Linked DNA regions of Mus musculus: region 2 is linked to region 1. A link is a contact called in public HiChIP or PLAC-seq data. All regions are on one chromosome and are shown on one strand. The core of a region is the stretch at or near the end of the contact, and the rest is flanking DNA. Distances in the headings are between cores, read along the strand shown. Region 1 overlaps Gm15270 (predicted gene 15270). Region 2 overlaps Gm15270 (predicted gene 15270).

Region 1 (7,592 bases), core at 2,718-5,217:
CGTCTGAAACTGAGAACCTGCAGTCTCTGGCCTCCATGAGGCCCAGAGACCCCAGAGTCAACTCTTCTTTGGTACTCAGTGGTCTGTGGTGCCTGAGAGTTGGAGCTGAGACGCGCCTTCCCCCCACCCCCACTCCTCGGAGCGGTCCCGCAGCCTGTGAGGCCTGACTCCCATTCCGTGATGGTTCCCGTGGCAGTCTCCCCAAGCTCTGGTGGGATGTGGGTCTCTCCCACCCCTTTATTTCCCCATGCCTGGTGCCCCACAGCTGATCTGAACAGAAGAAGCATGTAAGTAATTTTCAGGGCTGGGGAGATGGTTCTGTGCATTAAGTGCTTGCTGTGCAGGCACACAGTACTCAACACAGATGCCTAGCACTCACACAGAAGCTTGGTATGGCTACACATTTGCAACCTCAGAGCTGGGGACTAAAGATGGAAGATCCCTTGATTTCCTGGCCCACCAGTGTATCTGAAACAGCAAGCTTCAAGTTCAGTAAGAAACCATGTCTCAAAACTCAAGGTGGGCAAGTGATTGACATCAACTCTGGGCCTCCACATACATGCACACGGTGAGCACACATGTACCCAAACCCCTCATCCATGTCTCAGAGCAAGAAGTAAAATTGCAAAGAGGTGAATTTTAGATGATGCAAGTGCTAGCAATTTGGATATTCAAGTAGGCATTATGTTGTACACAACACACTACAGTTTTAGATATATAATGCATATCTGTGAAAGAATTAAACAGTGAAATGCAGTAGGAAATTGAATAATTCTAACCTTAGGAAAAGAGCATCCAAGCAAATGTACTTACCTTACACATATCAATATGTGAGTATTTTCATAAATGCATATTACATGCCTAAATATGCTATGTAATGTCATCAAATGTATTCTCTTTCATAGAACATAATGTAGATATTGTGTAGATAGGATAAATCATAAGGTGGGGTTGTATACAGGCTGGAAGTATGGTGAACACAGGGTTTCTCATGTATTTTGACTTCCATGATTACAAAGAGGAAATGCTTTGGGAGTACATGGAGACAAGGGACAGACGATGGCCATTTGGGAAGCATGATCAGTTTTTCCAGTGTCTTAACAGTTGATGTAAGTTTAGATTTACAAGGATTCTGCTAAGTTTTCATTTCATTTAGACCCAAAGTCCCTTTCCTGTGGTTTTGAAACTGAATAGTTCACTTCTCCTTTGCATGTCAAATTCCCTGGAATGCTTCTGGATTTTCATTGTTATGCAACTTGGGTGTCTGCACATGGCTTTTCTTTAGAGACACATGCTTTTCAGAAGTGTAAATACTCAGTTGGTGGTCCAAAGACTTGTATAATATTGCCCCCAAACACCACTGAAACGACACAGAAATGTCAAGATTAGTTTAGCCACAAAGACCATGGGGAAAGCCATTTTAGTTGAAATCCCACTGGTAGTGAACAGAAGTCAAGTTGGAGTCACACACCATTCCTGACAAAATCAGGATAACACAACAGTTTGACTCCCAAAATGGGGATTGGGCTATGGAGAAAATAAAAATATTAGAGGAAGTGACCCCGATAAATATTGACTTTCTGGCAAGTTTGGGTCTCTCCAGGCTAAATAAAAATATGAGGCTTTTTAGTGACACTTGACCTATGAAATCATCTCCAATAATATTATAATACCCTGGACAAGAACTGCAAAACAAATGAATGTCCGAATGAAGCCAAGTTATTACAAGAGCATCTGACTAATTTTCTCCATATTATGCTTGCCTCCCCAGCTTGGAGTTTCTGGTTTATAGGAATTTCAATATGTCGATGACATGAACTTAGAGGATAATACCGGGAAGAGTAAGCATAAACAGGACACAACACTAGAGCAACATTTGAATTCAGAGAGGAAGAAGAAGAACAGTATGGAAGGCCTGAGAGTGCATGAGAGACAAGACATGAGTATTCTTGTTTGCATCTCTCTTAAACGCTACCCCCAAAATTCTAATTTCTAAGTTTCCACTCATCTCTGGATTCTTGTAAACAAAAGCCAAAATCTGAAGTTGCCCTGCCTGTTCTTCTTTCTCTCATCTTAAACTCGCCTAGGTTTGTTGTGAGGATAATATTCTGTAGGAGAAGACAACTAGGAAACATTGTGCATGGATCCCTAAACAACACTGCCAATGCATACATTGTTACTGAATGTAAGACAGAAGAAAAACATCACTTCTCAGTTCCCAGTATGATACATTGAAGAGTCCAAGAAGCAGGGTGTGCCCCTCTACTCAGAGGGATTTCAAACTCAGTCAAGGAAACGGACCGGACTGTAAGAAATGAATTTAGGGATGTCTAAGAGATTATCGCAGGAGGAGGTTCTGTCTGCAGGTCCAGAACTAAATCTCGAACTTTATAAAATCTTGTTCTTTATCCAGGAGGGATATTCTTTCAGATCCAGGAGAGCAGGACACTCTGAGACAAACGAACCATGGTCTGATTGATGCAGGATGCTTTTCCTGAGTTTCCGGACAACTGTGCATGAAGTAGAGGGCTGGATACATTTCAGAGTTCCTGCCAACTGAATATAATACATCAATAAATGCCATCAACTCCGCCTATATAAAACCTTTCACTTTATCAAATATTAACTGGACACCTTTATTTTTAACCATTCAGAAAGAACCCACTACAATAGTTTTCTTCAGATATTAAGGTGATAAAATGGTGGTTTGGTTGACTGATTGAACTCACTTTGCAAACAGTTGTGGTTTTATAGAGACATGACTTGGCTTCAAAAGCCTTCCTTCTTTTCCAGTTTGGTTTATGACTCATTGGAGAGCCATGCAAAGGCAGTAGGCTCAGGCCCCGCATGTTAATGTTTTAGCGATAATTCCCACTGGGCTCATGAATGAACTCATTGAATGAACAAGTGATAGACAAGAGGGGGAAAGAATGTTAAAACCCAAGGTAATCACACAGGGAAGCCCAGAGGCACAGTGCCTTCAGTACCACCTAATATTCCACAATTCCCTGGGCAAGTCACTTCAGGGTGAAGAGGGGTCCCCAGTGCTGAGTCCAGAGTTCTTAATGGTCTTCTTGCTCCTCTGTACATTAAAAACAAGTTTACTAAGTCCAGAGAAACAACTCCTTTTTCTTCCTCGTCTTCCTCCTCCTCCTCTTCCTTGCTTTTCCTCTTCCTCCTTTTTCTTCCTCCGTTCCTCCTTTTTCTCCTCCTTAAATCTGGAGCTCAGGAAAATCTAGATCTGGGTCTTCTTCTATATAACTATATGGTATCCTATACGTTACACTTATTGTGTATACCCGAATCTTGGTTTTTAAACCCAAGTGATTTGAAATCTCTAGCCCTTTCTAGATAAATTTGTTCTGTGGTTGAAAAAAAAAAAAAAAAAAAAAAAAAAAAAAAGGCTCCTCTCGGCTCCTGATTTGAATACCACGTTGCAGCCTGATGTGAATTAAACTGTCTGGGTTATAAACTGGCTACAGACTAAGCTCCTAATGGAAGCAGCCAGTGACCCTTGGCAGCAGCCACACTTGCAGTTCCCGCTATAGTATTCAGTTACGGCTCTGCTCCCCAGCCAGCATCTGCCTGTTATATAACTGTGACTGTTGCTGGATTACTTAATCCCTTTGCCTAACCCTAATTGCACAGTTTGCTTGCGGCTTCAGTAATACCTGTCTCTCTCCAGCGACACACTCCAAGGGTAGATGTGGCTGCCACCGCCAAACCCTGCTCTCGCTGAGTTAAAATAACACTGTCATGTGGAACTTGCAAATGCCACCCATTGTAGAAGACATTATTTCCTTCTGTCTTTTTCTAGTTGGCAAGGGAGTCCTGCCCAAAATGACCTAGCACTAGGAAAAATTCTAACAAATAATAAAGTTGTCCCGCCCAGGTACAGTACATACTGTCCTCTGACTTACCGCACAAAGAAAGCAAGGGGGCAGGCAGCTGGAGACATCCGGGGGAGTCACAGAGAGATGATTCACCTTAAATACAAGGCTTACATCAAATTGGAGCCACGAGTCTTACCAATGTGCTCAGCCTGCAAGCCTTTTCATCCAAGGAAACCGATTAACTCTACTTATCAGAAGGGTAGATCTAGGAGATTAGAACCAATATACCTATATATTCCACAGAACATATTAACCTATGCTTCTTGTTTTTATTTTGTTCTACTAGTTAAAGTGTTGAATTCCTAGTTTAGAAAGTACTGGTAAGTAGAAAACAAAAACAAACAAACAAACAAACAAACAAACAACCACACCAAAATTCCCCAAAGAATCAAAATAGATAAAAACCTTACAATCAATCTTTTTTTCAATGTATGCTAATATTAACACAATAAAACATATTGACTGTTTATGAAATCTTTATTATTGTCATAAATATCTATATTTTAATCTATGAATATTTTATATTGTATGTTCAATTATTCATAATATATATCCATTCTCTGCCTATCTGAAATTTAGATTATTATATCTAAATTTTTTAAGAATGAAGAATGTAATGAAAATCTTTCTTATTTTTGAGATAGTGTCCCACTACATAGGTCCATATAGCCTGGAACTCACTCTGTAGACTATGTTGGCCTTGTGCTCACAGAGATTTGCTTGCCTAAGACCCTTCAGTGATAGGATGAAGGGTTTTGGGTGGGGGTTTCCCCACTAGGTTCTATCAATACTACAGAGGTTGGATATATAGCATAACAACTAACTCTAAAAACCATCGCTAGAATTTTAGTTATAGGAGAGAATCCTAGGGGGTCCATTATACTGGTAGAAATTATACAAAGGAGGATAGAAAATACCAGCATAAAATACAAGGTATTTTAATGTTGGTTTCCTTTAAATGTCTTTTTCTTTCCTTTTGATTTTTTCAAGATGAAAGTCTCTGGTTGCCAAGGGTAGCCTCGAACTCCCCTTGTAACTGATGATGATGTAGAACTCCTGATCTACTGCCTCTATCATGTGCAGCCCCAGTGCTGGCACGGTGGCCACGCACCACCAGAGTTTGCTGTGAAGATAAAGATGAACCCCAAGACAATGCAAGTCAGATCAGAAGCCCAGCTTAGCTTCATTCCCAGGGCCTTCTTCTTGCTTAGTTATTTAGTATTTTAAAATCACTAGTTTTACAAATCCTAAAAATCTAAACACTTCTCTCAAAAAGCAAAGATGTAACAACTATAGGTATCAAACTATTAATGCAAAACAAGATTTACAAATAACAATTTATGTAGAAACTTAACCACCATGTGATTAAAGCATATGAAAACAAATGCATTAGTAAAACATTCCAGCCTCCAAAATGAACGAGGCAGTTCTCTCACAGAGCACTGGAGTGCGATCCTGCCCTCCTCCATCTTCAGTCCAGACCCTCCTTATCCTCGTCCTCCCCATCTGCTCCCCTCTCCTCTTTCTTCTTCTCTTCTTGCTTGACTAGACTGTCTCTACTTTCAGAGATTTTTGTTTCTGTTTCTTTCTAATAATCTCAATTTTTACCTAGTCTTGTTTCATATGTAATTATTTGCATATGAACTTTGACTTCTAAGTTCAGATGAAGAGCTATTCTGTATGACCCAAAAGGCTTCCTGTTTCCCTATTAGGAAAAACCATTATGTTTGCTAGTCTTCAGTTCGACAAGTCACCTCCATCTATGACAGTGATTTTCAGATAATGACACTCAATTGGCTCTTGGAAAAATAATCATGTTATATACTTGATTGATCATTTTTATCCTATGTAGTAAATGACTATTGTATAACCCTTAAGCATATTGAAATATAGTGATTATGTATAATAAAAATATAAAATATCTTCTACTTTAACTGCATTAGACAGTTTACACTCCAAACAAGTCTACATTGTCCTGAAGAGCCTAAGAACTTTAGCATTTATAATGGCTGTGGACTTTATTGCTGCAGGCCACTGGGCTTTTGACCCACATGACAGTGTCTCTCTGAATAGAATCTAACACAATGTCTATGGATATAATCTTTCCAGAGGTGAAAGAGTGACCTTTGTAGCATGATCTGCTTATGAAAATGGCCTGCCACAGGACAATGTTGACACAAAGGAGGGTGAGCAGTCAAAACGTCTGCATTAAGATTTCCTGAGTGTGCTTGGGGCTCGGGGACTGAGTCTAGACCATGAAGCTTCAGAGATGATACCCTGAGTCTTTTATTTTCTTGGGTGTCAGTATGATTGGTCAGAGATTTTGTAGGTCCGTTCAACTAAAGTAGTTTAAGAAACACCAGTCTTCACTTCGGTGCTTATATGAGGTTATTACTTGTAAATCTTTGAATGTGAACTCTGTAAAGTTAATTAAATAACAATTGCCTTTTATATCGGTCTTAGGAAACTTTTTCATACTTATTGTGTATTCTGTTTTTTAGGTTGTCATGTTCCCTCATCAACTGTAGTTCTCATGTTTTGTTAAAACATGTGGAGGCTAGAATATTATAATCTCAGTCCATATTTATTTTGTAAATAAAAAAGCTTGCTTAGAATGTGGGATTAAATATAAATCATGTCTTTATATTTGCTAGTGAAAAATTGATCCTTGAGAGAGAGTAAACAGACCCTATCCAGGGGTCATGATTCATTCCCAGTATAAACAGGAAGTTGACTTCAATAAGTCTAAATGCCTGACAGTTCTGTTTAACCATGGGCGCCTGCTACGAGTATCGGCACCTTTGTTTTATACCTCTTACTTGCTTGACTGAGATATTGGCACTTGCTGTCTATACACTGGCACAGGAAAAGAGTCATAGGAAAGAAGCTTCTAGAAATTTAAAAAAAAATCAGATTATAGAGAAGTTTAGCTAATCGGTTATAAGGATTCCTCCATCCACACCTGCCCCTGTTGAAGACTGGTCATGTGTGTCCCTGTTGAAGACTGGTCATGTGTGTCCCTGTTGAAGACTGTTTGGTTATGTGTGTCTAAGGCCTATGGGTTGCCTGCTTTTTACAAACAGCATGCTATTTCACTTAAATTCTTCTGGAAAGATGAAAATGGATACATGGTGATATTGCCTAGTTTCAAGTAATGGCATCACCAACACAACTTGGCCATTTGCTTTCCCATTGAATTTCGCATTAATGTGGCTTTTAAAAGAGAGTTTTGTTCAGAACTCGCTGGCTTGGATGAATTGCCAGGGACTAAGGAAGAAATTGTCTCTGGAGACAAATTAAGAGTGTGTGCATGTGTGTGTGTGGGGGGGGGGGGGGGCAGGGAGCGCGCACGCACGCGCACACGTGTGCACTTTCCCTTAGGTACATGTGCAGAGACCAATGGTTGACACTAGGTAGATTCCTTTATCACTATCTGTCTGTCTGTCTGTCTGTCTGTCTGTCTGTCTATATTTTAAACTGGGTCTGTGGCTAAACCTGGAGCAGGCTGTTTCAGCTAGCCAGTCTGGCCAGTGCATCACCCCCCACCACGCCCCCATATCTGCCAGCCTCTGCTCACCTTGTACTAGACATACAGGGACACACCACCATGTCCAGCGTTTCTGCAGAAGCTGGGATCTGAAATCAGGCCCTCCCGTGTGTGCAGCAGGCACTGTGCTTGCTGAGGTCCTCGCTGGGCAT
Region 2 (7,592 bases), core at 1,512-4,011, 180 kb before region 1:
TAATAACGATGATCTTCAGGCTTGTACTATTGGACCAAGAGAAGGAAATGTGACTCTGACCCAGATGTTCATTTTGGTGTTTACATTTCATTCCCTTGGGACTTGGATCTTAGCTTTGTCCAGCTTGTAAGAGCCTGCTTATTCTTCTATGGGTCTCTCTTCTCCTTTGTAAACCCCCAGAAACTTGTCTATTTGAATCAGAGAGTTGGCTAGTTTCTTCTGATGCCTCCGAATTATGGTGACCCTCCTTCCTCAGCCTTTGTCTAGGTGCCTTGCTGTTGTCGGCTCATTTGTTGTTCTTGTTTGCAGTTTTGCTCTGGGATGAGGCTAGATTAAATTGTATATAAAATCATATTACATTCCCTGGGTAATACATAGTGGAATGACAGCCTTGAAAGCTTAAACAATCAAAGCTGAGGAAGGGAAATGAGAGCAAGCCATCGGTTAGTTGATAGTATTGTTCTTACTATGGTGGTGCAATCCCTTTCTGTTCCTTCAGCCCTTCCCCTAACTCTTCCATTGAGGTCCCTGGGCTCAGCCCAATGGTGCTGTGAGTATCTGCATCTGTATTAGTTAGGTGCTGGCAGAGCCTCTAAGGGTACAGCCATACTAGGCTCCTGCCACGAAGCTCTTCTTGACATCAACAATAGTGTCTGAGTTTGGTGTCTGCAGATGGGATGAATCCCTAGGTAGAGTGGTCTCTGGGTGGCCTTTCCTTCAGTCTCTGCTCCATTTTTTGTCCCTTCATTCCCTTTAGACAGAAACAATTCTGGGTTAAAAATTTTGAGCTAGGTGGCTGGACTGAACCACCTAGAGATCCCAGGGAGAAAAACACCAGCCAAATTGCACGCATGGAGGGACCCATGGCTCCAGCTGCATATGTAGCAGAGGAGGGCCTTGTCTGGCATTAATGGGAAGGGAAACCCTTGGTCCTGTGGAGGTCTCTGCTTGTCTTGATCATTCTCCTGGCAGGGGGATGCTAGAAATGGTGAGGCAAGAGTAGGTGAGTGGGTGGAGGAGCACCTCATAGAGGCAAAACGGAGAGGAGATGGGATGGGGAGTTGTGGAGGGGAAACTAAGAAGGGGGATATCATTTGAAATGTAAAGGAATAAAATGATTAATAAATAAGAAAGAAAGAAAGAAAGAAAGAAAGAAAGGAAGGAAGGAAGGAAGTAAGGAAGGAAGGAAGGAAGGAAGCCGTCAGTGCCGTGCTTAACCCACCATTTCAGATCTCCCTTTTGTATCAATGGAGTGATTATTAATTTGTTCTTACTTATTGATACCTAACTTGGCAGAGAGCATGGTCCCCAAGGACCCTGATTATGAAGTGGGGTTATTCCTTTTGGGTCAAAGTGAGCGCCCTTATTGCTCTGCTCAGGGCTGCTGTTTCTGGTACAGGCTGAGGGGGTGCAGGGCTGGATTGGGGAATCCCTGTTTGTGTATTGTTGACAGCAGGGGCTGTGGCTGTCTCTCTTGCATCGTTTTGTGCTGTGTCTGCTCTGTAACAAGGTGGTTACTTCATAAACAAGGCCCTCGGAATGAGAGCAATCACTGTCTTGGATCTCCCTGCTGTCTTGATCATTCTTCTGGAATTTTGCTTATTAAGTTGTTGACTTGAATAACTGGATACTGTATTCTGGCTTGCTATAAATGTTCCTGTATTAGATTAAATGTGACCAGTCTCAGTTTCTGCTCTTTCTCTGTAACCAGAAAAGAGCCTCATTATTCACCACGTTCTTTACTCTCCAGTACTGCAGCTCAGATCAGAACAGGGGTCTTTTTTCTCTCATTCCAAGACTGCAGAGAGCAGCGCCAAGGAGAAACTGTTTACGGATGACTGAGTGATTGGGTCAAGCATAAGGAAGTTGATGGTATTTGAGTTTTTAACTTTATGTCAAAAACAAAAAGCAATAAGAAAAACAAACTCCCTCAGGTTAAACTTAATGGGTTGTCTGTTCTTTTTAAAGAAAGTGTTTGAAATGCCTACAAATCAGTATAGTTCTCCACAGACATTTTCATTTCTCTGTGGTCTCCAGGATAAAGAGTAACTTCTGTCTATAATGAATGTGTGTGAGAGAGTGTACGGTGTGTGTGTGTTTGCATGTCAATATCTGTGTGTGGGTGTGTGATATGTATATGTTTGTGTGTATATGTGTGTGGTATGTGTGTGAGTGTATGATATGCATGTGCGCATATGTGTGTATGGTGTATGTGTGTGTATGGTATGCCTTGTGTGTGTATGTGTTTGTGAGTGTGTATGTATGTGTGTGTGTGGTGTGTTTGTATGTGAGAGGGTATGTGTCTATCTGGTTTGTGTATATTTTGTGTATGTGTGTGTGGTATGTGTGTATGTAGGTATATGTGTGTCTGAGTGTGTATATGTGTGTCTGAATGTGCCTGTGTATATATGTGTTTCTGTGTGTGGTGTGTATGTGTATGTGTGTGCCTGCTTGCAAGTGTGTTTCCTGCCTGCATGGCTTGCCTTACAAAACATTTTGCTTTTCTAGTTCCCATTATTATGTGAGTATGCGAAGGATAATTTATTTCATATTATTTAAAACCTTCTGAATATTATTAGCATGAGAGGAAACCATGAAAATTATGGGTTCCTGCCTCAGTATTTTAACAAATATTTACTGAGAGCCAACAAAAACAATATTTACCGCATGACTGGAAAACAAAAGTCCACAGTCCTTCCCTCCCTGGAATTTATTGTTTATGGTCTGTATTGTTTATATCAGTGAGCTCTGCAAGTGTCAACTACAGCTTGTGTGGGGCTGAGAAGGCGAGTGAGCAATAGAATAAGAATTAGGGGAGTGGATCAGGTTGGGGAGTGGGGTGTGGGGGTTGGAGATGCTCCTCCTGTATAACCAAGCAGCCAAGGTTAAGTGTGGCTGTTACCTGGTGAAAGGGACCATTGCAGGGGACATGAAGCAGTGTGGTTCAGCCCAGTTGCATGAGTGTTTATAGAATGCCTACCATACACCAGGCACTGTGCCTGGGACTCTGGAAATAAAGATGAAACAACGCATAGTTTGCCTCTGGGAAATAACTCATTCTAAGGGGCTCATTGTTGTATAATTGATGAATTTGGAGAACCCTCTATGTACTTATTTGGCTCTTCATGAACTTATTTCTCTTCTGAGTAATTTGACTCCTGTCCAAGAATTACCTCAGTAGGCAAATCTTCATCAAAAGGCCCAGCAGCTTTTTTTCTCTGTATGTTCAAGGCCTGACAAACACAGCCATAGTTTTCAGCTTCAAGTTCAACAGTGCTACCCTAGGCTTTCCCACCCATTGAATGTGTTCCCAACAGCATGCCACATGCCTTTTCAGTCTGCCAACAGTCTGGAAGAAGGAAAGCTTGATTGTCATCAAATAGCAGCTGCAGTATTACTTTTTAAAAAAGACCCATCAACTAAAATTTGAAGCTACTCATAAAAGCAAATTGTAAGACATGTATTTGTGCTTGATTAACGTTTTCATAGGAAGCATGCCTCAGGCCCTGAGTATAATGTAGAAGTAGTGTTCATATGGAGTATTAATGTATAAAGCCTAGAGTGAGAGCTGTGGCAAAAAGGTGGTGGCTGGAGCAGCAGGGGAAGAACACACCAGCATAACTGAAGGCGGTCCTCATTCACCCTGCCCATCCAAAGCACGATCCAGAATTACCCTCTATGAAGGCCAAGGCTCTTCCGTAACATCCTGGAGGTTCTCTATTACCCTAGAAATACAGTCACAATCATAGTGGAACATAGGTTGTGATCCATAGGTTGTGAGCCAGTTCTGAGTGACACACACTCCTACTCTTTTAGCTTATTGTACCAACCAACAGGTTTCTTGGCTTCCAGGAATACCATTAGTCAGTTTGGCTGGCTCCTTGGCTAACAAGCATCCACAAAGAGATGGGTCAGGAGGTCAGCGACACGAAGGTTACGTCTCAGTCCTGTCTCATGTCATTATCCTGTTCCTTTCTGCTCTTCATCTCAACAAGTCACATAGTTTTTTTGTGTCACTACATAGCTGGCCTTCCATGTTCATAGGTACTGCAGCCAGACTCAACCAGTAAGGGCTAGAAAACACTAAAGGGAAAATACATCTGCATTTAGGGCACCATTACTTTTCTCTAGTGAGTGTCCTTTTTTTTTTCTCTCTAGTGAGTTTCTCTAGTGAGTGGACTTTGGTTTTGATTTCTTCTCTGATTAAAAAAATAATCCTTAACTGCTTGACCACAACCATAAACAAACAAGCAAGCAAGCAAACAAACAGTGTCTTTACTGAACATGTTCAGACTTGAAAAAAAACATATCATTATTCCCTGCACAGTAGTCCAACTATCTGCCATAGCCTTCGCTTTGTATTAGGTATTGTAAGTAATGCAGATGTGGTTTAAAGTATGTCTGTGGTGACATCTTATATAAGAGATGTGACCATTCAAGGACTCTGGTGTCACTGGGAGAACTAGAACCAGTCACCAACTGGGCTGAGCGTGGTTCCATCTATTCATCTACAAAGGCTTGCTTGAACACAGATCTCAAGTATTTGCTTCCTCTGCCTAATTTTGGAATATCAATGTGTGCAATCATCTTTGGTATTTATGGATAAGAGGGCAAGTGATATGTCTAGGTTATAGGTGAGGACATTCTTATATTTTTCATTAATGACTCGTAGGATTTTGTAATCTGCTATCCATTCATAATGCAGACAAATAGAAAATGAGCACAGGTTCCTGTGTCTGTTTCTGAACTAAATATGTAGAAATCGATTCTGTAGAGATCTCACGAAAACATTAGCAGTGTCCTAGAATATTGGTGGTTTGAACTTATCAGTTAAGAAGGTTTTTACCATACTCCATGTGTGTGCCTGTAACAGTTACTTTTCTATTGTTGTAATAAAACACCATGGCCAAAGAAACGTCTAGAAGAAATGGTTTGTTTGGTACTGCAGTTCTAGAGTATTAGAGTCCATGATGATGGAGCAGAGACTGCAGGCTCGGCCACAGGAGCAGCAAGCTGAGAGCTCACATCCTGACTTACATGCAGAAAGCAGAGGAAACAAGTAGGAATAAGGTGTGGCTTTTGAAACCTCAAAGCCTACCTCTAGTGGTGTACTTCCTCCAGCAAAGCCATACATCCTAAAGGTACCCAAGCTGCCAGCTGGGGACCAAGAGTGCCAGCATCTGAGCCTGTGCAGAGCATTCACATTTAAACCACCACATCACACCCCCCAGCTGTGTAGGCTTGTGGCCACATCATAGTACAGTTTCATTTAGTCCAACTCCAGAATTTTCCCCATAATCTTTCACTCTCGACACTGTTTAGAAGTCGGAAGTCCAAATCCTCTTTGGAGACTCAAGACAGTCTCTTAACTATGGCCATCTGTAAAATCAAAAGGCAAGTCACATACTTCCAGTGTATAGTGGTGCAGAATATACATTATCAGTCTGAAAGGGAGTGAAAAACTACTGGACCAAAACAAGAGTGAGCCAAGCAGCACAAACATCAAATCCTGCTGTTTCATGTTCAGTGTCAAAAGGACTTAGCTTGCTCTTCCCTCCCAGATTTGTTGCCTATAATATACATCTCTTCCTTGGGCTGGTTCCACTTCCTGCATACAGCTTTCTTTGGCAGACATCCCACAGCTCTGGACACTCCAAATATGGGGTTTCCAACACAAGGCAGGCTTTATTTCCACAATTCTATTCCATAGCCCCTCAAGGCCTCCATGTAGGAGCCTGCCCCACACCTGGCCTTGGCACATCTGTGAAACTGCAGGAGAAGATTCCGCAGCTCTTTTACTCCTTCCTGCATCTTTGCGAAAGTTGGAAGACACTGCCAAACTCTGCTGCTACCCCTGTCCCCTCAAGTCACCTTTGCAGCGGGATGATGATTTGCCGTGGCAACAGAACACTCCCTAGGCCCTTTTCTTTCACAAATTGGAAGTTCAACTGGGTGAGGTGTGGCGTTGAAGGCACCTTTCACTATTGCAGTGCAGGTCAGGTCTCTCCTTTCTCTATCTCTGGCAGTGTGAGAGGAACAGAGGCCACGGAGATGGCTGCTGGAATAGCAAGCTGAGAACTCACATCAGGAGCTACCTGCAGGAAGCAGAGAGAACAAACCTGGAATGGTGTGTGGCTTTTGAAACCCAAAGCTCACACCCAGTGACATTCTTCCTCCAGCAGGGTCACATCTCTTAAGCATTCCCAAGCATTGTTGCCAATTGGGGACCAAGTAGTCAAACAGCTGAGCCTATGGGGAACACTGTCATTCAAACCATCACAGTGCCCGTAGGCTCAGTTACTTGAGAGCCTAAGGCAGGAGGATCACAAGTCTAGGTTATTTAGGACAATGCAGGGAGACCTTCAGATTGAAACAAAGCAGAAATTAAAAAACAGCAAATATCAGTGCTAGAGTCTTTGGTAAGTGTGAGGATGGGGGTTCCACTATGGGTACAAAACAACATTTTTAAGGACTTTCTTTTAAGAAATTAAGTTGGAGACACCATTAAATAGCCTTTCACAAAATTTAAAATACTCTTCCTGTTCACAATTTATAAACGCTTGGGAAAACTCAGTGTGTTTCCTTCCCTTAACAATTCCAAATTCCTGTCAAGAGTTACCAACTCTGTTGAAGCTAGCTCTGACTTTTGTCCTCGGTTTCTAAATGAAGTTGATGAAAACTGCTGTAGCCGATCTGGGAGCAAACTGCCCACGCTGCCTCATTCCAGATTATCCTAGATAAAGGGATTTGCATGAGGACCACTTTATACACAAAGGAGTTATCCTTACTTTTTCTGGAAATATTATTAATAATATACTTAGCAATGATCTTCTAGTCCAAAATGTTTTTGTGTTATTTTGGAATGAGGAGTTACTGACTCAGAGGCCACTGGGCATCCAAGCTATGGTTAGCTGGTGGTCAGGTTAGGAAATTGAGTTCCCATCAACTCCCTTCCTCAGCTTGGAATGTCTCTGGACTCTAAGTTTTTTCTTTCGATTTGTCATATTCATGGTCACCGGTTGGTGTTTTCCAACCAAAAGTAGAAGCTGTGACATGCCACAGGGGTATTGTGCCCATTCCATTTCCATGTTAGGTAAAAGCAGGAAAAAAGCCATGTCATATCTTGGAAAAAATAACCCTCATTTTGTTATATTTCCAACCTGAGAGGTTTGGACCAACTTTGCTTGAGTGTCTGAACTTCTGGCTTCTTACAGTAAGTCTAAGTTCAGGATTTTAGCACAATTCCTACTTAGAAGAGGCCAGGTCAGCCCAAGTGACTGACAGGATCCTGAGGTTCAGAGAGGAGACAGTGATGGAGTTGGGAGAACTGCTGTGTAACAACTCCGAGTACATAGAGACAGTGTCTGGGAACAAAGTTAGTCTCCAGTCTGGTTTGTGTGGAAGCCAGAACATTGTTCTCAATGGCAAGACCATTATAATGAATGACTGTATCATCCAAGGAGACCTGGCAAACGTAGGAGTTGGACGTCACTGTGTTGTGAAAAGCCGTAGTGTCGTAAGGCTGCTGTTCAAAACAATTCAGCAAAGGTGTTGTATTCTTTCCCCTGCATATTGGGGATCGTGTCTTTATT

What was found. HiChIP or PLAC-seq counts read pairs in DNA pulled down with a chosen protein or histone mark.
Region 2: an H3K27ac HiChIP or PLAC-seq map of embryonic fibroblasts shows a contact between it and region 1, with 17 read pairs. The contact joins two enhancer-like sites. A contact is called at or near these places in 9 of 39 promoter capture datasets (the HPC-7 cell line, embryonic stem cells, frontonasal cranial neural crest and 5 more), 12 of 484 Hi-C or Micro-C datasets (the C2C12 cell line, the G1E-ER4 cell line, beige adipocytes and 6 more), 8 of 115 datasets of contacts at active chromatin or transcription factors (bone marrow-derived dendritic cells, differentiating embryonic stem cells, embryonic fibroblasts and 4 more) and 1 of 9 other capture datasets (embryonic stem cells).

What each region holds. Positions count from the first base shown.
Region 1 is chr10:24,392,571-24,400,162 of GRCm38.p6, reverse strand. The region is part of intron 3 of Gm15270 (predicted gene 15270); the gene reads left to right. Among named protein-coding and RNA genes, the nearest start is that of Gm40615, 64 kb to the left of the region's middle. Within about 2 kb of position 3,967, at least 66 of the 459 cell types and tissues checked have an H3K27ac peak or open chromatin away from gene starts, as enhancers often do. A contact at or near this core is called in embryonic fibroblasts and uterus, where this site is marked.
Region 2 is chr10:24,567,855-24,575,446 of GRCm38.p6, reverse strand. All of the region lies in intron 3 of Gm15270 (predicted gene 15270), which reads left to right. Gm36089 (a long non-coding RNA gene) reads right to left here. Exons shown (of 4, transcript XR_871524.2): 4 at 5,552-6,095. It also overlaps the pseudogene Gm6893. Among named protein-coding and RNA genes, the nearest start is that of Gm36089, 18 kb to the right of the region's middle. Within about 2 kb of position 2,761, at least 22 of the 459 cell types and tissues checked have an H3K27ac peak or open chromatin away from gene starts, as enhancers often do. A contact at or near this core is called in embryonic fibroblasts and uterus, where this site is marked.